Regions from separate parts of the Mus musculus genome. Here region 1 is linked to region 2. A link is a contact called in public HiChIP or PLAC-seq data. All regions are on one chromosome and are shown on one strand. Each heading gives the region's core, a stretch centred on a gene start, on an enhancer-like site or on the middle of the called end of the contact. The rest is flanking DNA. Distances are from core to core; before and after follow the strand shown.

Evidence for each region. HiChIP or PLAC-seq counts read pairs in DNA pulled down with a chosen protein or histone mark.
Region 1: a contact with region 2 is called in an H3K4me3 HiChIP or PLAC-seq map of bone marrow-derived macrophages, with 6 times the contacts expected there. The contact joins two enhancer-like sites. A contact is called at or near these places in 1 of 39 promoter capture datasets (liver) and 1 of 115 datasets of contacts at active chromatin or transcription factors (bone marrow-derived macrophages).

The regions. Positions count from the first base shown.
Region 1 is chr12:100,921,724-100,928,177 of GRCm38.p6, forward strand. Ccdc88c (coiled-coil domain containing 88C) reads right to left here. Exons shown (of 30, transcript NM_026681.5): 26 at 1,457-1,645. Among named protein-coding and RNA genes, the nearest start is that of A630072L19Rik, 13 kb to the right of the region's middle. Within about 2 kb of position 3,873, at least 46 of the 459 cell types and tissues checked have an H3K27ac peak or open chromatin away from gene starts, as enhancers often do. A contact at or near this core is called in bone marrow-derived macrophages, where this site is marked.
Region 2 is chr12:100,317,788-100,324,174 of GRCm38.p6, forward strand. The region is part of intron 19 of Ttc7b (tetratricopeptide repeat domain 7B); the gene reads right to left. Among named protein-coding and RNA genes, the nearest start is that of Gm51958, 28 kb to the right of the region's middle. Within about 2 kb of position 2,169, at least 32 of the 459 cell types and tissues checked have an H3K27ac peak or open chromatin away from gene starts, as enhancers often do. A contact at or near this core is called in bone marrow-derived macrophages, where this site is marked.

The sequences.
Region 1 (6,454 bases), core at 2,623-5,122, 610 kb after region 2:
TTAGGGGGAGGGACACGGTACGCAGAGTGCCTCTAACTCATCTATCTAGATGGAAAGAGGAGACGGGCTAACACACTGGACCGATTCCATTTAACTTTAACTCACACTCTGTGCCTGCGAACGAAGGGGTGGAAGATGCATGTATGCTTCGATCTGAGGACCAGGGAAGGGAGCAGATGTCCTAGTGCCCCAGGAACCCTTCCAACCCCAAAGGCCAGGAAGCCAAAAGCAGAGGGTGTGGAAACAATCCATTTTTAGGGACACAATGCCATCGGACGACAGGAGAAAAGAGGAAGGAGGCAAACTGGGATGCACCACCCAAGGTGGAAGGATGAGCAAGCCTTGTGCCCTCAGCTCCCAACAGGACATTAGTCAGGGAACCTTCCTGCCAACCATCATGGGGCCTCTCCAAGCTTGAGCACTGAATGTAGGGTCCCCTCTGAAAAGATATTTAAATCAGTTACCTACCCACTGGCAGCAGGTGTCCAGACCGTGAGGGTCCCAGAGTTTAGGAACCCTGTGTGTCGCTTCAACTCTCTAATTACGGCATAAAGGCTGTGTGTGCCCGAGCGTCCCAGGGCTGAGTGTGTAGCTCTAGCCCCGCAGAGGCAGTCATACTCAGCTGGTTTGGGTTTTTGTCTTTTTTTTTTTTTCTTCTTCTTGTATTTTCACTCTCTTCGGTTAGTTACAGCAGTTTAGCATTCCTTCCTCCCCGTGTTCACTAGCTCGGGCTCCCTCCATGCCATCCTGCTCTTGTTTCAGGAACACAGTAACCTTTTGCATCACTGCTAGGCATTTCAACATCCTCTTAGCAATTCTTCCTGACACCCCACTTTAGGTCAGTGACTTTTGCATTGTTTTAAATTTCATTTATTTATTTGTTTGTTTGTTCTCTGCTTGGGGTTGCAGGTTCTTCTTGGTTGTTGACAGAATCCTTGAGCTTCTATAGGCTTTCTATGGCAACATCTGACCAAGTCAGCTGGCTAGGGCTTCCTTCACATAATTAGACTCAAAGACAACTAGATGTTGCATCTGAGGTGTGAACACATACAGCCTCCGAAGCGCCAGGACACAGCACATCCTTCCCTGATGATGTACGCCCTTGCTTCTGTCACTAGACTTCTGGGTTAGAGACTCTCTCATTCATCATTTTTAGAGAAAATACCTCCTGACTCCAGAGAACTGCCTGGTATTCTTAGCTCAGCCCTGGTACTGCCAATGCCTGAATGCTGCTGCCTCTGCTGCTGGTGGATTCTGAGGTTTTCCTCCTGGTTCTTAGGCCTACTGATGGCTGAATTATTTGGCCAAAATCACTTGGCTGGCTGCAGAGACAAGGCTTACACCAAAGTATGACTCAGAAATCTTTCTTCATCAGCTTCTCTCTCTGTTCATATTATGTCTGGTCTTTAGGCAGGCCCCAGGCCCGTAGCTCACCCTTTAGAGGGGCCGTACTCACCTTTGGTGCGGCCTAGGTGCTTGGGGATAGGAGTGGAGCTGGAAAGGGCTGCTGTGGTGGCTGAGGTTGAAAAGGTCCGGGAGCCAGGCTCCGAGGGCCAGGACTTCACAGCTGGGTCAGTGGAGGTGTCTGTGCGGTCAACACTGCCTCCACGCGGGGACCCTCGTTTTGGTTTTAGATCCCCTGGGCCTGGGGCAGAAGACATTGAGAAATGAGGTTGTAAACCCGTGCCAAGGCTGGGCAAGCACAATGAGGCCCAAAGCAGGTGCAGCAGGGCACACAGACCACAGAGACACAAGCTGGGTGGGTTTCCAGCTGCAGCTGGAAGGAGGGCACCACAGGGCTAGCTCAGGCTCCAGCGTGGACCACATGGTTAGCATCAGAACTGGCAGGAAGAAATAGAACTCAAGAGGATAAAAAAAAAAAGAAAAAAAAAAAAAGGTTGGATGGTTCAAATGTCTGCTGTAGGGCACACTTTCTGCGGCCCGTACATAGCTCCAAGTCCTGTCTCAACAGCTCGAATAAGTATCTGCAGATGCCTTCTTCTCCACACCCACCACTGAGGTTCTGAGGACCCTGACAAATGGAGTTCTCGGGGTGTCAAAAAAGTTCACTGCCAAGCTTACAAGAGTTTCTTTGGGGGGGGGGGGAGTAACTATAATCTCTTCGTGGGGGTCTTCACCTCTCATCGTACGCTTTTAAGCAGCGTTAATTTTCTGCTATAAACATATATATCTGTTGAAATTAAATAATATTTTTAAAAAGTATCCCCTACACAAATAAAGAGAAAATCAAATAGGATTGAGTCTGGGATCTCCAGATAAGAGATATGATGGAGCAGGAAGGGCCGAGGACGCAGCTGAGGTGGGAGAGTGCTTGCATGCCATGTGTTAAGACCCTTAGTTTGATCCCCAGTACCTCAGAACAAAATAACCCCAAATAAACAAAAGCAAAAACAAAACAAAAACACGGGAGCACTTCTAACAGCCGGCCAGGCCTTCTGTACACTGCCTATGCCTTACGCCCAAAGACCAGGAGGCAGGTGGAGGTTGCGCTTGCATAAACCGGACTCCTCAGCCCTTCAACTTCACGGCTCATCTCTGTTGGCTTTCAAAGCCCAGATCTTAGATGTGAACGGGAGGGGGATGTGGATTCTGGAGGACAGCCTTATGAGAAGCAAGAAACAAGTCTGGCAGACTGAACAGTGACTGACAGGCCTTCCTGTGTTAAGTGGAAATGAGTGACAGGCCTTCCTGTGTTAGGCGGAAATGAAGGTCCAGGGGGAGGTGAGGCGGGCAGACAGCAGGAGCACCAGACAGAGACAAGCACGATTCTAACAGCATGCGGGGAGGACAGACTCTGGGACCGGGAGCTTTGATGGCTTGGAGTTCTTAAAGACAGGGTCACAAGCTGAAGTCAGTGGCAATGATGACCTTAACACTGTCACAGGTGCAGGTTTACTATGGCCACCTGATTTCTAAGGTGACACTTGTATTCCATCTGAGTGCATTGGCACTGGCAATAAGGGAGAATATGTAAAAACTGCACATAGGAGACAGGGGGCTATGGCCCAAATCAGACCTGGGGTGTAAGAATGGCTCAAGATGGGGACATGACAGTGGGGTGACCTCTCTGGTCACCATCTTCCCCTGCTCTGGGTGTGGCTCATGTCCTGATATGCTTTCTGTCCACTGTGGCTTGGATTTCACCATCCGAGATGCCAGAGAATTGCAGCACAGTCATAAAACTTCAGTCTGGCAAAATCGGTTCAATTACTCAAAATGTTCCAACAGAGCAGTGAATCCTTCAGAACACAGAACTGCGGGCTCGGGGGCAGAAGCCAGTGACTCTGCTCTGACAAAGAGAGGGGACAAGGTTCAGCTGCTTACAAGTAAATCTTTAGAAAGGTGGCTCACCCGCCGGTGGGCATTTTAGGAAGCATAGCGACAACTGGCCACTTCCGCTTTGCACAAGGGCACGAGAGAAGCTTGCAGATGCGGGAGGGGGCGGAGCATGAGGTCACGTCACTTACTTAGCATGAATCTCCTGGCCCAAGGACAAGTTACTGCACGTACATCCCGGGGGTCCCCTACTACTGTGCTGTGCCGAAGCACCAGTCCAGGAAACATGACAGGTCATCTTCTAGTTTGCAATCAGAATCCACGGTGGCTACTTTGGAACTGGGGGAGGGACAGGGGTCCGCTAGGGACCGAGTGGCCTTTAGGGACTAACTTCTTTTGGTTGTTGGTTGAATTTTGAAATGAAGGAGGGACACATGATGTAGACACATGGTAAAGGAGGGGATCAGAAATCCCCAATGTCTGAGAAAGAGGCAGACTCGTTAGGGGAGGATGGGATGTCAGAGGAAGACCAGAACCGCAGGCGTTTAGAGAGAGCTGGATGGACCAATGGAGACTTGTCTTTGTCCTTGCTTTTGCTTCTCAAAAAAGGACTCTTTTTGCGCTGGAATGCTAAATTGTTATCATTGTGACAGGAAGGAAAAAGAGAGAGAGAGAAAAGAGGAAGAAAAAAAAACACAAATGAAATGAACAATAATTACAAATGAGTCTAAGTCAGCAAAACGTATTTAGGGAAGCGGAATCCTGGCCAACCTACGCCTGATACCCAGGCCAGAACCATTTAGGCGCTGACTCAATTTAATTTAGTGGCGCCCTGGTGCCAACCATTACTCACGAAGCACAACAGGAGAGCTGCACAATGCCCCAGGAGCCACTGGTTTGGAGGATTTTTCAATTTCAGTGTGTTAAATTATTGAATAAGAATGCTCATTAAGGCTGCAGCCAGCATCTCTTACTCAGCCATTTTAATGACAGGCTCCCTGACTACTCACTCAGCTCACATACAGCTGCCGTTCCCACTCCAGGACACCGGACACACCTAATGACAGGCTGGCCCGCTGTCAGGATACAGTCTACCCGAAACACCTACCAACAGTCTGTAATTCTAAAATCACCTCCTTGGCTAGATGTATTTAAAAACACTATAATGTCTTTTTCATACCCCAACCTCCTAAGACCTGGAAGAATTATTTCCCTTCGGACCCCCCCTCCCCGCCCCCACCCTTCCTTGGCCTTTAAAGCAGAGACCCCACAAAGCAGACGACTCATCTAAGCTTCTGAACATACCTTTCAGTAGTAGTATTTATCAAGTGAGCCAACAGATTTCTGGTTTAGGATTAGAGACCAGACTTTCTATGTCTTTTGCTATACCACCACCTAGTGGTCACATCCCACATTACAGAATAAGGGTTCTAGATACTGACCACGGCTGAGGGAGGCATTAAACAAAACTCCACAGCCTGACTATGTGGAATGTGCAGGGACCCAAGCTGCTTTCACTGAAGGGAGTGCCCTCTTAGGAGCCTGAGGCTGAGACACCTGGGCTTGGATCTCTATTACTGTATCAGTTTTACTTTCTTGGTGTTCAAAGAAATACTACCGGAGTTCCCTTCACAAGACCACCTTCTAAAAACTAAATAAATAATAAAAAATGGACAGCAGTGATTGATGCCCACTTCATGGGTTGTTATGGATTAGAAGGGACACAAGGCTTGTAAAGTATTTCAAAGGGTACTCAGCCCCCAGTGGCAGTCTGCACCAGGTAGACACTCCTCCTAAGTTTTCTTTCTTGCTGTCACTGCACCCCCACCCCTCAAGGTGGGGTTTCTCTGTGTATCTCTGGCTGTCCTGGAACTCCCTCTGTAGACTACTAGGTTGGCCTCCAATTCAGAGATCTGCCGCCAGAGTGCTGGGACTAAAGGAATGTGCCACCGTATCAGAGCTTTTGAAAGTTTTCTTAACTCAGTTAAACTGAACATAGCAAATTCAGTTAACTGTAAGAACAATACAGTCTTAAGTGGGAAACATTAAAATATTGCCAGTATGGAAGCCAGAGGTAACAGGCCCTCTCTGGTTGTAAGAAATGTTAAGGTAATGTCTAGAGGCAGTTAAGGTCTGGGTGTGGCTGCTCTCACCTGTAGTCCCAGGACGGAGGCAGGAGGATTGTCACTAGCTCATGGTCTGTCTGGGTTATGCAGTGAGTTCAGATAAGACAGACCTACAGCACCTCATCATTGGAGATCCTGTCTCAAATGTCACAGTTCACTGCTGCCTCAGCGCTGACACACCTTTCACCTTCTCCCGACCCCACAACAGAGATGTAACTGACGGGTGCGTGCGTCCTCAGAGCTGACGACGTCACCACCTGTAGTGGTGAATGTGACCTCACCCACACAGAGGGCACCTGTTACTCAACATCCCGTCACCCCAAGAGCACTGGACTCCCTGACGTACATTCAGAAAGTTCTATAATAATAGATAAATGCTTAAGCTACGCGGGTGAAGATCTGGCATAAATAACCCACCTCCCAGTAAGTCAGTAAGCTTTTTAGGGCTTCAGGTAAATTGTATTTCAGGTTCTATGACAGTCATTTCTGATACCATACCAGATGGTAAATCTGAACGCAGCTTTAGAAATGTTCAGTTGTTACAGACCTGGCAGAGATGGTACAAGCAGTGACTGTGCTGTACCCGAGCTACCTCACCAAGCTCTTCTTTTTGCACGTGTGCACAACAATGTCTTATTTTAAAAAAGAGCCAGACATGGTGGCGCACATGCCATTAATCCCAGCACTCAGGAGGCAGGGGCAGGGGCAGGGGCAGGGGCAGGGGCAGGGGCAGGGGCAGGGGCAGGGGCAGGGGCAGGGGCAGGGGCAGGGGCAGGGCAGGGGCAGGGGAGTCTGTTAGTCTGAGATCTTTATCTTATGTGCATGACTGCTTGCCTGGATCTGTCTAAGTCCACCATGTGCACGCAGTGCCTGAGGAGGACAAAAAGAGGCATGGGATTCCTGACGCTGGAGTTACAGATGTGAGCTGCCATCTGGGTGCTGGGAATCAAAACCCTATCTTCTGCAAGAGCAGCCAGGTGCTCCTAACTGCCAAGCCAGCTCTCCAGCCCCAACAATGTATCTTTTAGATG
Region 2 (6,387 bases), core at 919-3,418:
ATTGGAACAAGAGGACAGCATTTCTAAGGATAACGGCATGGGTAGGATATATCAGATTTGGAAACATTTAGGTACTGAGACTGAATTGGCTGCCAGTCACCTAAGACTTCAGAGCAAAATCAGAAGTAAGCAGAGCTCTGGTATTTCCCTCCAGCTGAGGTGAAGAAAGACTTAATGCTACAGGGCACCACACAGTTTGCACTTGAGAGCCTGTTCTGCCCTAGGTTGCTTTTTGGGTCTGTGACTACGGTCTCTAGGGAGAGCCAGGTCACCTGATGCCAATTCTTCCTGGCCAGTGTAGGGACAAGTGTTGCTGGGTTGGAGGGCTCCCAAACAAAAAGAAACTGCCTCTGGAGGAAGTCCCTGCCCCGAGGGATGCTTCAACTATAGGGTTAGGGTAGGGACAGCTGGGCTATGCTGGACAGGAGCCAAGTGATCACAAGCAGGTTCTCTATGCCCAGGGGGCGTCCCTTTTGCTTAAAGGAGGACACAGATGCCCAACACCCCAAAACAGTTATAAACTAAACATAAGTAATTAAAAAAAAAGAATTTAAGAATCTCGGAGCTACAACTGATATCACTTACAACACTTGCTGCTCTGTCCCTGCACCAATCATGCCCTTGGATACTCACTGCATCTTGCACTGGCTGTTTCTAGAGTTGCCACATGCTCCAAACCAGACCGTGAAGCCCCCATCAGGGGAGCCCATTCACAGAGCAACCCCAGGGCCCCCGAGGCCCTGGACAGGAGCCATGGATGTTTTCCTCAAGAGGACGTGTTCTATTCACAGCTCATAGAAATCACAGAGGAAATCTACACCTAGCAATGACAGTGATGCTGACAGTTCATCCTATATCGAACCTATACAGTGACACACGTGGGTCCTACACCTACTCCGTCTACCGTGAGAAAGTGGAAGTTTACAAGTGATGGACCCTTCAGTTGCTCAGCATTTGCATACCACACTCCAGGTCCTAGGTTCAATCCTAAAAACATTTAGTCAAAAAAAAAAAAAAAAATCCAACCCAACCCAACCCCAAATGGAACTGAACCAAAGCAAACCAAACAAAACCCTCAAGTAACAAAGCAACAAAGAAGGCAACAGACCTGGGGCCTGGCCGCTGTTCTAACGCACCGCCACTGAGGCTCCGACTCCTCATGCTGACAACTGCTCAGGCTTGCCCTGATTTGCGCTAACTTACAGCTTGACCAGGGCAGATCACCTAGAGCCGCTTTCCTCTCCAGTATCAAGAAATTCTCTATTTCACTAAATAGTGTAACAACGGGTCTGACATACAACCTTTCAAATTAGACTGTAGTGAAAAAGTGAGATGTAGGTAGGGCTAAGTACTAGCTGAAAGGCCTTAAATTGTCAATGAGGCTAAAGTGTTACATGGGCCACTAGAAAGAGTGGAGGTAGAACACACTGCAGCGGTGACCCATCAGCTAGAAGGGCGTGTTCCCCTCTCTGGACCAGGCACTTAAGCCCAGCCATGTTGAGTAGAGAGAGTAGGCAGAGACAACTGCAGGCTTATTAGGGACTCAGCAAGTACACAGACAGACAGACGGCTGGGGAGGCATCTAAACAGCTCGCAGGCCTTCGGAGAAGTTGCTCTCTCTAGTTTTCAAAGCAGTTTTCTAGTTCTAAAGAACACAGAAGACAATTACAAGATGAAAGAGACTTCGTAGCAGACTGCGGGGCGGGTTTTGCTGTGTCAGTCATTCTTTCTGTGCATGGGAAGAAAGCTGACACTGGATGAAAGAGACTGGCTTCTGAAAGGAGGAAGGCCTTCGAGTTCTATTCCAGGAGTTCCTGTGCCTTAGCAGAGGCTTCTCCCAAGAGAAGCGGGAGGTCAGAAGGTAATCTTGGACTGTTAGTGTCACAGGACCCTCATCATGCTGATGGTCAGTCAGACCAATGCAGGGGCAGAGGCTGGCAGGCCCTACAGCCCTAGTCTCTCTCTGCCCAACAGGAATACGCTAGGAGACAGGAGACAGACTTCTGATGATAAATCATAAGACACCATAACTCCCTCTATCTCAGGGGACAGACAGACACCTCCAAGGACTGGAGACAAAAAAAACCCACCAAGTTTCATGAAGCCAATGTCAGCTTCCTTATTAAGAGAGGCTTCCCTCTTTCCCTGCTTCACAGCCACCACGCCCTACAGGAGGAAGTTTTGACACAGTAAACAGGCTTGAGAGCTTGAAGACAGTTTAAAGTCAGTGCTCACATCAGGTCTCCACTTGAAACTTCAGAATAGAGGCCATTATGGCAGAACAGTGTGTGTGGACAGCTTTGTTTTGATGAGACGCCTTAAGAGCTGTTCGAAGAACTGAAAATGGAGGCATAGTGCAGGTGCCAGGTGCCAGCAAACCTCGTGTTGTAAAGCCTGCCATCCACATAGGGCAGCAAGGGGCATTCCTAGCACCGTAGGCTCTTCCTGCCATTAATGCTCTCCCTCTTGAGTTTATGCACCTGTGGCCATCCCAGAGCCTATGCTTCAGAAAACACGAGACCCAGGAAAGCCCTCTCACACAGCCTGTGTACCCCTCCTCCCCAAGAGAGCCCTGGACTGTGCTCTGCACTGAGCAGTGACCTCCTGCAAGCAGCTGCAGGTGGCAGGCTCCCTCCCATTCATCACCCCTCACAGACTGCTACCTTATCTTCCTCCAGGGAACTCTGATGTCTTGCACCTTCCTAATCTCACTGCCCTCTCTGAGCTATCACTGAATGACAATGGCTCCCATCCTTTTCCTGTCCCTGGCATGTCTTGGAGCGTCAACGTTCATGGGTAGATCTCTTTATGCTTTTGGTTTGCTGTCCTCAGCTGGTCTCTGCCTTGTCTAGCCTTGTCTTGGAGAACTGCTCATTCCTCTGGGGCATACACTGATTCTCTCTGCTTGCTTTTTGTGCTAGAGGTGAATGGTGGGAGCAGTGTTGATTAAGCTATTCTAGGGCAGAGACCCCAAAAGTAGACAGTTCCAGCTGTCCTGGTCAGAAGCTGGAAGTGGTCTTATTTCTTTCTGTCTTGGCCAGAGGGGACTTGGGTTCCTGATCAGGTTTTTGGCCATCTTTCTTTCCTTTCACACGACCTAAATGAGCACCCTTGCCTGGAAACTATAAGTGAAGATGTGGCTGAAACTGAGAGGCAGCGGACTTCTTACCGGTGGACCCATGCCTCAGTCCAGTTTCTTTCAAAAGACCCTTAGACTAAGCATCTCTATGGCACCCCATTTTCTAGGACTCATTCCTGCTGTATGGAAGCTCTGCCTCTTTCTCTTACATTCCCAACTACAATCTTATGAAATTCCTTGTCAAGCTCACTCTCCTGTTTTCTGTGAATGTCACTGAGTTCTGGAGACAAGGACCCGGAAGCCACTGGTCCCAAGTTGTTCTGGTGGCTGTTGGTTAGTCTAGGACTCTAGCACTGTTATGCTCATCTGGGATGGGAGAGAAAGGTTTCATGTTTCATAAACCCCACATTTCCTGCATCAGTGTTAGCTGGCCCCTGCTCTGGTTCACTGTGCACTGCACCCCCCCCCCCCAGCCTCCGATCCTCTACTATGCTCTGAGCATCTTTGCCCCCATGTTGTCCACTCAACAGACCTTGAATGAGCCCCATGTCTGCTCCTGTTTCCTACCATTTTCTCACCCTGTCAAGCACTGCGGAAGCAGGTCCAAGCCTCCTGGTGACCCTCACGTCCCTGCTTGTTGCCCAGCAACACCTTCCCTTCTGGTCTTACTGACTCCTCTCCTCAAAGGCTTCCTGACTCCCTTCCACCTTTGCTTCAGAAAGCCCCTATTCCTTTCTTACCTGTCCACCTTACACATTGCTCTCAAAGGCCCAGGCTGATGTGATCAGAGGGCAGCCAGACATCCCTGTTTGTAGAACTTGTTCCTGTCCTGGTAACTGTGTCCTTGGCTGTACCGTCTCCATGCCTGTCCTTGGCCTGCACAGTCTGGCTCCAGCAGACAATCTTCTCCCCGAGGCCACCCCTAGCCACCACTGTGTACCTTCCTCTCCTTTCCCTCCACTCAAAATACAGAATGGCCGCTTTGGGAAAAGCCTGCCCATGTTTCATTAATGCATTGCAGGCACGGTGAGTTAGACTTTTAACATAGCAAATAAATGCAAATTTATACATTTATGCAAACTAACATTAGAAAATATTCCTTCGGGTTTTCTTGGTAAAAGTCTGATCACTCTGAGAATACCTCCACAGCTTTCAATTCCTTGTCTCATAAACTTATTGCTTGCTTAATAACTGTCCACACTCAGCCCCTGACCCCTGGTCTGGGCTAACTAATTACTACTGGGCAACACCTTTGTTTTTTCTACCTTTTTACCATATGTGATGGCTGTAACTGTTAGAGATTATCTATTTCCCTTGAGTTTCATTTCCATTTATCTCTCCAGTCTGACTTTCCACTCACATTCATCAATGCTATCTGCCTCACCTTTGCTTTTTAACAATGCAAACACATTTGCATTCTGCATAATGCAGCAAGTGCTGCTTACACCTCTAGAAGGTAGGGAGGCTCTATTCTTAGTGTCAGCCCAGGCCCCTGCATGTGTCCTGCAGCTCACTGTGCCCTCTGTCAGCTGCCAGTGTCCACCTGTGATAGACAACATGGCTTTCTGCCTGCCAGACAACTCCTGGCAACTTCTCTGTTCCATTCTGAGCACTGGGGCTGCCGTGGACAAATTTTCTGTCCTCAGGTTTTCTGTGCCCCATGGTGTACCTCACGTGCCTCCTTATCCTGGGACCTTCTTGGTTTTATGGTAGTTCTGCTCCATGTTCTTCCAACTGGTACTCCTGACCTTTATGGGCCCTGGTGTGGCACAGTGTGCTGTGGCCTAGCCTCCCGAGGTGGCTCTCGCTCTCTTGTAGGTACTGGGAAACTCAGTGCTCATCACTGTTTGCCTCTTGCTGCCCCCATAGGCCTGGCTGCCCCTCTCCTCTTTTCTTTTCTTTTCTTTTCTTTTCTTTTCTTTTCTTTTCTTTTCTTTTCTTTTCTTTTCTTTTCTTTTCTTTTTTTTCAAGACAGGGTTTCTCTGTGTAGCCCTGGCTGTCCTGGAACTCACTCTGTAGACCAGGCTGGCCTTGAATCAGAAATCTGTCTCTGCCTCCCAAGTGCTGGGATTAAAGACATGCGCCACCACTGCCCGGCTGTTCTCTGTTTTCAAGGAGTTCAGAGACTCATAGACTAGCCTGGTTCCTGTGAGATGTGTAAGACTCCTGTGAGCCATCGTGTAATTAGCCTCCAAGAGCAGCTGGTGCTAACATTCTCAGTTGTATAGCTGAAGAAACTGAGGCACAAGGAGAGGACCATCTTGCCCCAAAGCTCCAAAGGCAATGAGTGACAGCACTGGGATTCTAGCCCAGGCCTGTCCAGAACCTGTAGCCCTGCAATAAACTGTGAGCCACCTTCTTGGTCTCTCAGACACTAAAACCCTGCTCTGCTTTAAGTAGCTGGGGCAAGGTCTCTTGATATTTCAAGGCTAAAGACCTGTGGATCCCAGAGATTCTCTGCAGGTACTAGAGGACCCAGCATCCCAGAAGGAGGAATTTTGCCCTTGGCTGTGGATGGGCTATCCTCAGCTGTGGCTAGCTGAGGCTAGGGGGAAAAACACCGGCAGTGAGTGTCATGTACAAGATCACCGGGAAGGAGTCTTGCAAGCTCTTTGGGAGTTCCTGACCACAGGTACTGGGGAGAGCTGCTGAGCAAGAGAAGCTGAACTGCCCCAAATCTGCAAGCAGGCTGCCCCAAGCCTGCCTCCGTTCTGATGAAGACACCAGGATACACCGGGTCTGAGATCTCAGGGTCTGAGATTAGTATGTCCCCACTGGCAAGACCACCAAGGTGGCTAGTGTCATCAGGCCTGGGGAGGCTCAGAGGCCCTGCCTGGCTCTCTTCCCCTGTGATGGCCACCTGGCTGTTTCCTCAGAAAGGAAAACATTTGCCAGGAGCTGGGGCTTGAAGAGCTAAGGGGGAAACCCAAAACCTCTCCTGAGGTGACTTTCCTATTGATCTTTTGTCTCAAGTGTTTCCCTTGGGGATGAATAAGAAACACTTCTCTGAATAATTCACCATCGGCCCTGAGGTAGAAGTGTACTTCTTTTTAATAAGGACCAAGCACTTTGTGTTGATTTAATTCTTTTGCAATGTTCTAGCAAAGGCTGGGAGACCGAAAAGCTCTTAAAACTTCTCTCTTTCAATAGTGAGACAAAAATTAAAAGCCATGTAATATCTTTAATCAAACAGAGTGATGTTTAGATAATATGTAAAAGTATTTATAAAGCTGTCGAGTTCTCATAGAAGGAAGTGAAAAAGGTGAGTGACTGTCAGTATTACCAGGCTTGGTCTATGTTTGAAACTG